3 separate regions of the Sus scrofa genome follow, and regions 2 and 3 are each linked to region 1. Evidence: chromatin contacts called from public Hi-C and HiChIP or PLAC-seq data. All regions are on one chromosome and are shown on one strand. The core of a region is the stretch at or near the end of the contact, and the rest is flanking DNA. Distances in the headings are between cores, read along the strand shown.

Region 1 (3,340 bases), core at 535-3,034:
AGAGCAGACTTTAGGCTCAGTGTCTTTAGTTGCCAGTAATACCCAGTGTATTATTCTGCTCTGGCTGCCATAGCAGAACACCACGGACTGGGAGCTTCAATAACCAAAATTCACAGTTCTGGCACCTAGGAGTCCAAGATCAAGGTGTCAGCAGGGTTGGTTTCTTCTGAGGCTCTCCCTCCTCTCCCTCTCCCTCTCTCTCATAGAGGGTATATCTTCTCACTGCAAGTTAGTTGGTTATCTTGTTGTGTGTCTGTGGTTTCTCTTTCTTTGTTCGAATCTCCTTATAAGGACAACAGTCAGATTGGATTAGGGCTGAATTTAACTTAATTACCTCTAAGGTCCTCTGTCGCAATAGAGTCACATTCGGAAGTACTGTGGGTGTGGGATGGGAGGAGGGAGTGTTAATGCCTCAATGCAGGAACTTGGAGAGGGGAACACAGTTCAGCAAATAACCTCCAGCTAGATTTTAAGGAAAATATTTCTCATTCATGGGTTTTTGAAGGTAAGGGGATTGCTTTTTACTGATGCCAAGTCATGCCAGTTTGCCATTTATGATTATGATGCTAATTTTTATAAAATATAAACATACTTAAGTAGTAGAAAGGTTGGCTAAAGAAACCTGTAAGAATTAATAGTATGCCAAAACTTATGATGAAGATGCAAATGACTGTATTTTTGAGAAACATTGCCTAGGTGATTTCTAAAACCTGCCCCAATTCTGGCAGCTTTTTTTTTTTCCTTATATAATTTAAATTGTATTCATTTATGCAATAATTTAATCAAGTGCCTATTAAGTGTCTCATTGGTGCTGGACACCAGGGTGATTAGAGAGTGAAATGAATAGTGAAATGAGAGCAAGGAAAGAAAAAATGCAATTCTGCCTGGAAGAATCAGAAAAGGCTTCCCAGAGGTGGTGACAAACAGGATGTTTTGGACTTCTCAGACCCACAGATTGCAAACTCTGTCTCCTCCTCATTGATTCAGTGTTTTCTGAATTTTGAATGCATGTATAACTGTGGGGTAGCTGCTATCAAGAAGATAGAGTAACTTTAAAAAGAGAGAAAAACTAATAGGAGCAGAGAAGACCATGCATAAAACTCATGACTTGCATTTCAGGTTATCCTTCCCCAAGAGATGATTTTAAACGTTTGGATTTTTTTTTCCCCTTGATTAAGAACCTTCCATTTTCCTAGAGTCTAGCCGTCTGATATGAAATCCAGACTGGAAAAATTCAGGCATAATTGTGAAAACATATTTCTTAATCAAATGTAACCACAGGGAGAAAAATCTTTCATTGAATAAGCTCCTCTGAGGAGAGAGAACTTATTTGGGGGTGTGGGGAGGTGGCTAATTCATCCAGTGTTTTCCTCATTGGTCCTAGACTTGGTCAGTCAGTGATGCACAAATTTAATAGCATCCGCATTGAGTAGGACTGTTGCAGATGCTGTAGCTACTGTGGGGAATCGGACTGGCTAGGTACTCTCTCAGGGGGCTTACATTCTAGCAGGAAAAACTGGCAATAAGCAAACGAGTAGATAAAAGAAGGGACAGCAGAGAGAAATCAGTGCTCTGAGAAGTACAATAAGGAGACAGGAGAGGGGATAATGGGGTGGTGGTGGGGGGAACGTGGCTGCTTTGATTGGGTGGTGGGGAGGTCCTCTCCAAGTGGCTTTTTAAGGTGAAGCGTAAATGGCAAAAGAAAGCCAGTGGGAAGAGCGCTCCAGACCTGGCCGAGAGCTGGGTAGGGCGGCAAAGGGAGGGGTGCGCATGCGCATCTGAGGAACAGAAAGCAGCCCTCCGTCTGCAGCCGGGTAGACCCGGGATCACCCGGAATCACCCGGGCGGGGCGGGGAAGAGCCGAGGTCACCGAGGGGGACTGGGCTGGGATTCGGGCCGATTGTTACTCCAGCAAAGCATACGCAGACGAGACTCTTCAGTGCTTCCAGAAAACATCTTCTCTGTCCTCGTAGGCTAGTCCCCTAGACTTTAGCGAATTTTCCTCTTCCAGTACAAAAAAATGTGTTTACTTCATTTTCCCTTCCAACTCAGACGTGCAGTTCTTTCCCCTCCAGAGAGTACTCAGCTGCTAAAAATGATCTGGGAAGGTAGTTCATTTGTCTCATTTCTGATTACTGAAGCAATTACTCCTTTTTTCCTTATGACCAGTCTTTTAAAAAGACAGTGCCATAACTTTGACGTCTGTGTTGTTATTTTTGCAGGTTAGATGGTATTGGTGGAGCCATAGGAGTGAACTGGCATATGGCACCTCTGGGATGTGGTTAGAGCAGCTGATGAGCTGGGAACAGTGGCTGAGTGTTGCGTGCTCATTTCTTCGGCCTCCCCTAGTCACCTGTTTGTCTCCATTCCTACTGGCGCCATCCCAAGTATGATTTCACAGCTGGGTTATCACACGGTTCCTCCCTGTGCCTCTGTGCTATTTTCTTTCTCATGTCTTCTCTGTGATACAATCAGATGCATCCTCCTAAAACACCTCTTCAGTCATATCCTTCCCCTACCAGCCCACCTACAGTGGCTCCCCACTGGCTCCCAAATCAGGCTCCTCTGTCTTGCGCCCACCCTCACAAATGTCGCTTTTTAGATTTATGTGAGTAAACATGGTATTCTTTCAAGGCAATGTGTCTCAGGCTCCAGCAGAACACCTCTGGTCTATGTAAGACATTCCTCATCCTGAAAATGCCAGCAGTACCCATAAGGATCCATGAAAGTGGAGAGGCAAGCAAAATTAATAGTGTATAAAATCAAGCAGTTCCACCAAACTCACCAACCAGTTGTGACATGCAGGACCCACACAACAAAGGCCTTGCCAGGTGGAAGGAGCAGGGTAGGGGGGCGGTGAGGGAGAGGGTTGGGCGGGGGTGTGAAAATTGAGCCCAAAGGTCAATTCACACAAAGCAAATATTCCACCCAGGGAAAGGTAGGCTGTGTGCATGTGTGAATCAGGAAATGCTGAATTCATTTTAAAAATATATGTTCTATTAATCAGCATAACACAGCTGTTGTAACAAATATGTCTCCAGATTTTCAGCACCTTGACATTATAGTTTATTTTGTGTTCACATAACACTGAGCGAGTGTCCCAAGGCAGGTGTTTCTGGTTGGTGACAGCTTTCTTCCGAGGGTCCCATTGTGGTCAGCCTCATCAGCAGGGGGAGGGGATCGAGCCAGTAGGGGGAAGGCAACCTGTTTCTTAACAGTCCCGGCCCAGAAGTGATGCCCTCACTGGGGCTCAATCCTACTGGCAAGAACAGGGCCAAATGAACACAGCTGGGGAGCTGGGAAATGAGCTGGGAGCTGAGAAATGAGTCCTGGCAGGGTG
Region 2 (3,151 bases), core at 645-3,144, 170 kb after region 1:
TACCCAGGTGACATCCCATCAGGACCACAAAACGCTAGCATGTGTGTGATTCCACTTACGTCTCGAGGGAGAAACAGAAGCTCAAGACTGGGTATTTGAGCAAGCCAAGAGGAATATATGTAATTTAGCACATGAAGGGGTGTGTGAGAGAGAGAGAGAGAGAGAAAGCAGGAAAGAGAGAGCGAGAATGCGAGAAAGGGAGAGAGGGAGATTGATTACGAGGGGCTGCCAGCGTCAGCATCCAAAGCTAGGTCCCTCCAAGGCCACGCTCAGTCATGTAGCACAAGAGCTATTTTAGGCATTCCCCTTTTTCCTCCCAATTCCCTGATTCACATGTCCAACAAATGGCCTTTATAATTAGATGTCCTTATATATAGAAAGGAACCATCCCACCCCAAGCCACCCCCTTCTTCTTACCCAACACACACACACACACACACACACACACACACACACACACACACACACACACACACACACACACCCCCCCCCCCCCCCGGTATGGCAGTTTTTGACACAGAATCCCTTTTCTCACTCAGCATCTTATCTTGCCCTCACTAGACTGTGGACAGTGGACAACGCTGAGACTCGTTAGAGGTGTCTTCATTTTCAAAATTAAGTTGGGAACCAGCGAGGGAACTGGAAGAGGCTCCGTCTCTGGTTCTGAACTGGATTTCCGGTACCCAGTCACTCTTCAAGTTATACCGACTGGAGACGTGATTATCAGGACTTCTCCCAGGTAGACGGGGTGATGCGAGAAATGCAAAGCACCTCAGCCTAATGGCAGGTGAGCCTCTAACACCCCCTGCACCTGCCCTGCCGCCCCCACCCCACCTCCCTCACCCCCACCTGCTCTCTTCTCACTGGCTCAGCAGAGCTGCTTGCATCTTCTTCCCGCTCTGGCCCTGCTATGACCGCTGTGAATCAAGTCACGGGATCACACAATACCCCAGGTCCCGTCCGGTGTTTATGACTATCTCTTAGTTCTTGACCCCTCCTTAGATGCCTGCTTTCAATACAAGATGGAAAGGGCATGCAGCCCAAGCCCCCTCTATCCTGCCACTCTGCTCTCCTCGGCATCACAGCATCTCCCCACAACTCTGCCCGGGACACTTTGCATTCACTTTCCCATCTGCTTTCCTGCAAGGAATGAGGGAAGTGACCTGAAAGGGACATGGTGACGTCCCCCTCTCCCTCGGGGCTCATCTGGTTTCACCACTGCTTTCAAATACATGTACACCACCTCCGACATGCTGTCTGTGCCCTTGGCGTGGGCTTCGTTCCTTGGTGAGCTGGGCTCAGCGAGCGTTTTGGCCACGGCTATAATATTACCCAGCTTCTGTACTGAGGCCCGGAGTGACACTGTGATGACGAGAGGGCACCATCAGCCGTGTCATGAGTCCACAAGGACAGATTCAGGAGCTATAGGGGCAGCGCCTTGCACTGCACAGCAACACTGAGAGAAGTCTCCCCTGACTCCGGACTTGCTCTCCCCAGGATCTGGGCTCCTCTGTGAGAGCACAAACCACCAAGGGGACTCTGTCTTCCGGCTACACTGCAAACCCCTGGAGACCGAGGTCCAGCTCTGTCCTGGACCATGAGGGGTACCGGGCACATTGCAGGAAATCAAGTGGAATGTCTGCATGCAATTCACTGGTCTGGGCTGAACTGTTCCCCCTCCCCAGATTCATAGGTTGAACCACTAACCCCTAGTGTGACCAACTTGGACACGGAGCCTTCGCACAGGCAGATCATTAAGATGCAACAGGGAAGGAGGAATGGGGCTTTCCTGCAACGGGACCTCAACAGGGCCTGAATCTGACAGGACTGTGTCCTTGTAAGAAGAACCCAGAGGAGGCACCCGTACACAGAAGGGGCCATGTGAGGACACGGTGAGAGAGCAGCTGCCGGCAGGACACGTAGAGGCCCAGGAGAGATCAAACCCGCTGGCTCCCAGCCTCCAGAACTGTGAGAAAACGGCCCTCTGCTGTCACCACCGCCCCCACACCCCCCCTGCTGTGATATCTTGTTAAGGCCGCCCTAGCTGACCAGCACACGAAGTGTCCGAGCACCAGGCATGCTCAATCGAGGACCCGGGGGATCAGCGCAGCTGCTGAGAGAGGTTCTCCAAGATCTTGACTTTGGTTGCTTAAGGTTAATCCTGACTCCCGGTCAGTGGTACCCACCTTTGGTCTCTCCTTTCTCAGCAGCCAAGGCAAGTCTCGTTAAAGTAATCCGTTTCACCTACCCCTATGTTGCCAGGGAAGGTTAAGGTCATCATGAGCTAAGATTCTGGGGCCTCTGGGAAATCACTGAACTTGACGGACATCACCATAGGCCTTGGGACGCCGGCAGTCCGGCACACCCGTGGACGATGGCCATTCTCCTGGGAAAAAGCTGCAAGAGTCTCAAAAGGGGAGATGTGCACATGGCCTTAGACTCCCCCCCCCTCCCCCTTGCTGGCTGTGTTTACCTGCATAGGCAACCTCCCGATTCCATGTCCATTGCTTTGTTTTTTTAAAGATGGCTGTGCTGTTGTAACGGGCAGTTCCTCTCCCCCTCTGGGAACTGCCCCTGACTACCATCTAAGGAACCTTCTATCTTCCAATCTGTCCCTGTGCTTCCAAGTGATGTTTCCACAACCCCCCCCCACATAAAGCAATCCATCCCTCCCAGTCTTCTGGTTCCAGGGATGGGACCAAGACGTCATGGGATCCAGGCTGGTCTAATTACGGGGCTGCTCATAACCTCTTCTGGGAACACTGGGGAAATGCTACATTCAACGCATGTAGCCCAAGAGGCTGCTGGTAGCCACCTTGCAAACTCAATGTGAGCCTCTCTGAGCCTATTGCCACCAAAGGCAAAGCTGAGCTGGGGGACAGAGAGCGTCGGTATTATTATTACCACAAGCCTATTTTGCTTAAGTCACCATCTCTGGAAAGCTCTCCATGCTCATCTTCTGTCCTCTCAAAGGTCAATCAAACCACTAAGTGGGCCTCCTGGGACAATGGAGAGGTGAGAATTTCACTGACACAGCAATTATCAGTGATATATATATTCAGGTGAACGGATGCTATTCACCTAAACATCCTTATTCGTCAGGACTCCTGGATGTACACACACCAAAAAAAAAACCAAAAAAACAAACAAA
Region 3 (3,522 bases), core at 854-3,353, 200 kb after region 1:
GCAGCCAAGCGCTAAATTAACATTACTCTTCTCCGTGGAGGTGATGGGGCTCTGAACAGGCACGAGATGCCTGCATAACTTTGAAGAAGAGATTTACACACCCCTTTGTCTCCCGTATAAATGGACTCAAGGGCTGCAGCAGTGCATAAATGATCTTTTCTTTCCACTGTTTATAGTTGAAAGCAGCCGTTTTCAGCTTCTTGCCGGTGATCACTCCCCTAAAAATAGCTTTGATGCTGTCACATGCAAACTTGAGCAGAACCTGAAAGCATTCCCCTTTTAGTTCTGAGCGGGCTCAACTTTAAAAGAGAGGCAGCTGTTAACATACTCCAGTGTGTTTACATGATGCTGAAGTAGTTTGGCTCCAAGTTTAATAAAAAAACAAAAAAAAACAAAAAACACTAAAAAGGGACAGAAATGGGGTTGCAGCATCTGGTGACGACATTTCTTTCTGCTGAACTGGAGCAACAGGGAGGTTGGCAGGGAAAATCCAAAAGGCCCAGCTTTATGAGGGAAACAGAATGGAGCACAACTGTGGTGATGATGGGAGCAAGATGCTTTTTCCTGCCATGGGAGATTCCCGACTCTGCTTGGGGTGGGGGTCAGGGAGGTGGCAGAGAAAATGGTACAACAGAGAAGAGGACTTATAACCCAGGGGTACTTTCTTACTGTTGTTGAGACCAACGAAGAGCTGTTTTTAGAAATCAAGGACACTGGGAGTTCCCATGGTGGCTCAGCGGAAGAAAGTTTGACTAGCATCCACGAGAATGCAGGTTCAATCCCTAGCCTCGCTCAGTGGGTTAAGGATCCAGCGTTACTCTGTGCTGTGCTGCAGGTCCCAGATGCGGCTCAGATCTGGCGTTGCTGTGGCTACAGCTCTAATTCGACCCCTTGCCTGGGAACCTCCGTATGCTGTGGGTGTGGTCCTAGTATGACCAAAAAAAAAAAAAAAAAAAGAAAAAGAAAAAGAAAAAGAAAAAAAGAAATCAAGGACACAAAGAATGAAAGAATGAAACACATTCGATACTTTGGCCAGTGCTTGGGTGCCTTATATTGGTTCACTGGGCAACCAGACCTCTCTGGTCGTTTTCAGAAACCAGACCCAAACTGAAGGGAGAGCAGCGTATGGGCTTGGAAACCAGAGGAAACTCAGACTTTCATCCCAGCTCCTCCTCTTCTGGCCCAAGGAGGTCTGCTGTGTTTCCCTATTTTCCGCCCAGGGTATGAAGGTGAAAGGGAGAAAACATAGGCTGAAGTGCCAGGTGGAGTGTGTGACCCCTAATAATCAGCAGTGTCCTTTAGAAATCTGTGACTGGAAGAGAGTGTCTGGGGTCAAGTCTGGAATATAAGCAATTCATTTAAAAAAAAAAAAAAAAAAAAAAAGGCATCCACCAAGAGAATGGATGTGTGTATGTGTATAACTGAATCCCTCTGTTGTGCAGCAGAAATGACCACAACTGTACGTCGATAAAACTTTAAAAAATGAAAAAAAGCACCGATCAAATAGTGTTTTTTCTTCCTTAATATTAATTAATATTCCTTAATTCTTAATATCCAAAGGATGACCCACATCCTTAGGAAGTGAGGTTTTGTCCTAGAAAACTTGCACAGAGCCTGGCTGAGCTGAGCTGGAGGGGACGAGGGCCCTGGCCACCAGAGGACTTCTCAGAGCAGCTGGGTGCTCAGTGCCAGCCTGCGAGGAGATGGGGCCCTCAGGTCAGGGATGACACAGTGGGGTTCCCTTGCCCACGCACCAGAGTCCTCCCTTTGGGACGTTCATGCTGGAAACCCACATGTATGTCACAACCCAGAATTTAACAAGAACTCAGATTCTTAGAGGGCAACTTGGAGAAAACAACACCTCTCTTCCATCGCACGCTATCAATTTGAGCGGGGCACACTGAGGTTCTATTAGTGCAGGAATTTATCACCTAAGTTGTATGTATTTGAACAACAGAACAGACTTTATATACTGTTGTTTCCTGAACACTCATTTTTCGGTTAACAAGACAAAAGAATTTACAGTCACTGCCAACAGCTTGCTGGCAGCTAATACCCCGATTAGCCGTTGCCTGGCAACAGTCAAGCATGCTTCCTCCCAAATCAGGAAGAACCAGGGCTAAATCTAGACTAATTACAAAATGGGACAAATATTTAAAAGCTTTATATTTATTAAGGCTTTGGGGAGGGTATCCTAGCAAGAATGAGTCCTACTGAACAAATTTAACTAAAGAGAGTACATATCTGTCTTTGTTTCGGTGTTCCATGCTATGCAGATCATTTTAGGAAAACCGGGCATTTTTGCATCTTTCCCAGTTTCCCCAAATATTGTACTAAACAAAACCATGCGCTTATATTTTGCGGGAGCATGTCTTTTGCCTACTCCTCTAAGAATAAGGATGAAAAGGAGCGCTGGAGACACCCTAGCCTTGTCATACACACAGACCTGCACAGATATAAGGAGGCTACTATCACAATTCTCGCAACTCTCCCAGAGACATCTGCACGGAAAGCTCAGCAGCTTTCTGCCTTCATTTCTACCTGCATTCTTACTTCCTTCTCTTTCAAGAGGCACTCAGAGTTCTCTGGGTGGTGAACAAATCCAGAGTTTTTTCAGAGTCCACCAGGGCTGGCCACCCTGCCATACAGGCTATGTTGCTGGTGGCAAAGTTCTGAACAATCAAAGTTCTAAAGTCAAGAGACCTGGCTGGGAGGTCCCATTGTGGCGCCGCAGAAACAAATCTGACTAGGAACCATGAGGACGCGGGTTCGATCCCCGGCCTCGCTCAGTGAGTTAAGGATCGGGCATTGCTGGGTGGCAGATGCAGCTTGGATCCTGCATTGCTGTGCCTGTGGCGTAGGCTGGCAGCTATAACTCTGATTAGACCCCTAGCCTGGGAACTTTCATATGCTGTGAGTGCAGCCCTAAAAAGACAAAAAGTCCGAAAAAAAAAAAAAAAAAAAAAAAAAGAGAGAGAGAGAGAGAGAGCGCGCGAGAGAGACCTGGCTGCATCCCCCAGAGTGGAGACAAGAGGAGCAGGAGAGCTCCAAACACACACACACCATAGGATTTTGGCTCCCTTTCACATGCCAACGTAGAAAGACTCCAGATGAAGGAATATTCTCCCCCCAAAAGACCAGACACAAACCCCAAAAGCAGTACAAGAACCGCAGGGGGGGGTTGCAAACAATGGGCCAAACCATACCGCCACAGAGCAAAGCATGGCTTCTGCATTTCCGAGTGGCTGAAGAATCCTATTTTCTTGAAACGGGAAAATTATATGAAATTCAAATTTCAGGGTCTACAAATAAAATCTTATTGGGCTACAACACACCCTATTTATGTGTATGTCCGTTTCATGCTAAGTATTTAGTATTTGGCCCTTTACAACGAAGAAAAGTCTTCAGAGCTCAGAAGTGGAATAAAGACCCAGGACCTTTGACTTCTTGAAAAAGAAACCGATTCTGCATTAACTTTAAACATGACCAAATCAAAGCCAATGAGCCATTTCCCACCAAATG

What was found. A called contact is a pair of places that touch in the nucleus more often than the background predicts. HiChIP or PLAC-seq counts read pairs in DNA pulled down with a chosen protein or histone mark.
Region 2: an H3K27ac HiChIP or PLAC-seq map of skeletal muscle shows a contact between it and region 1, with 4 times the contacts expected there. The contact joins two enhancer-like sites. A contact is called at or near these places in 2 of 2 datasets of contacts at active chromatin or transcription factors (alveolar macrophages and skeletal muscle).
Region 3: a contact with region 1 is called in a Hi-C map of embryonic fibroblasts, with 2.1 times the contacts expected there. The contact joins two enhancer-like sites. A contact is called at or near these places in 1 of 47 Hi-C or Micro-C datasets (embryonic fibroblasts) and 1 of 2 datasets of contacts at active chromatin or transcription factors (alveolar macrophages).

Annotation. Positions count from the first base shown.
Region 1 is chr7:110,981,692-110,985,031 of Sscrofa11.1, forward strand. No RefSeq gene overlaps it. Among named protein-coding and RNA genes, the nearest start is that of TTC8, 250 kb to the left of the region's middle. Within about 2 kb of position 1,785, at least 48 of the 83 cell types and tissues checked have an H3K27ac peak or open chromatin away from gene starts, as enhancers often do. A contact at or near this core is called in embryonic fibroblasts and skeletal muscle, where this site is marked.
Region 2 is chr7:111,148,162-111,151,312 of Sscrofa11.1, forward strand. The region is part of intron 4 of FOXN3 (forkhead box N3); the gene reads right to left. Among named protein-coding and RNA genes, the nearest start is that of FOXN3, 190 kb to the right of the region's middle. Within about 2 kb of position 1,895, at least 6 of the 83 cell types and tissues checked have an H3K27ac peak or open chromatin away from gene starts, as enhancers often do. A contact at or near this core is called in skeletal muscle, where this site is marked.
Region 3 is chr7:111,178,773-111,182,294 of Sscrofa11.1, forward strand. The region is part of intron 3 of FOXN3 (forkhead box N3); the gene reads right to left. Among named protein-coding and RNA genes, the nearest start is that of FOXN3, 160 kb to the right of the region's middle. Within about 2 kb of position 2,104, at least 20 of the 83 cell types and tissues checked have an H3K27ac peak or open chromatin away from gene starts, as enhancers often do. A contact at or near this core is called in embryonic fibroblasts, where this site is marked.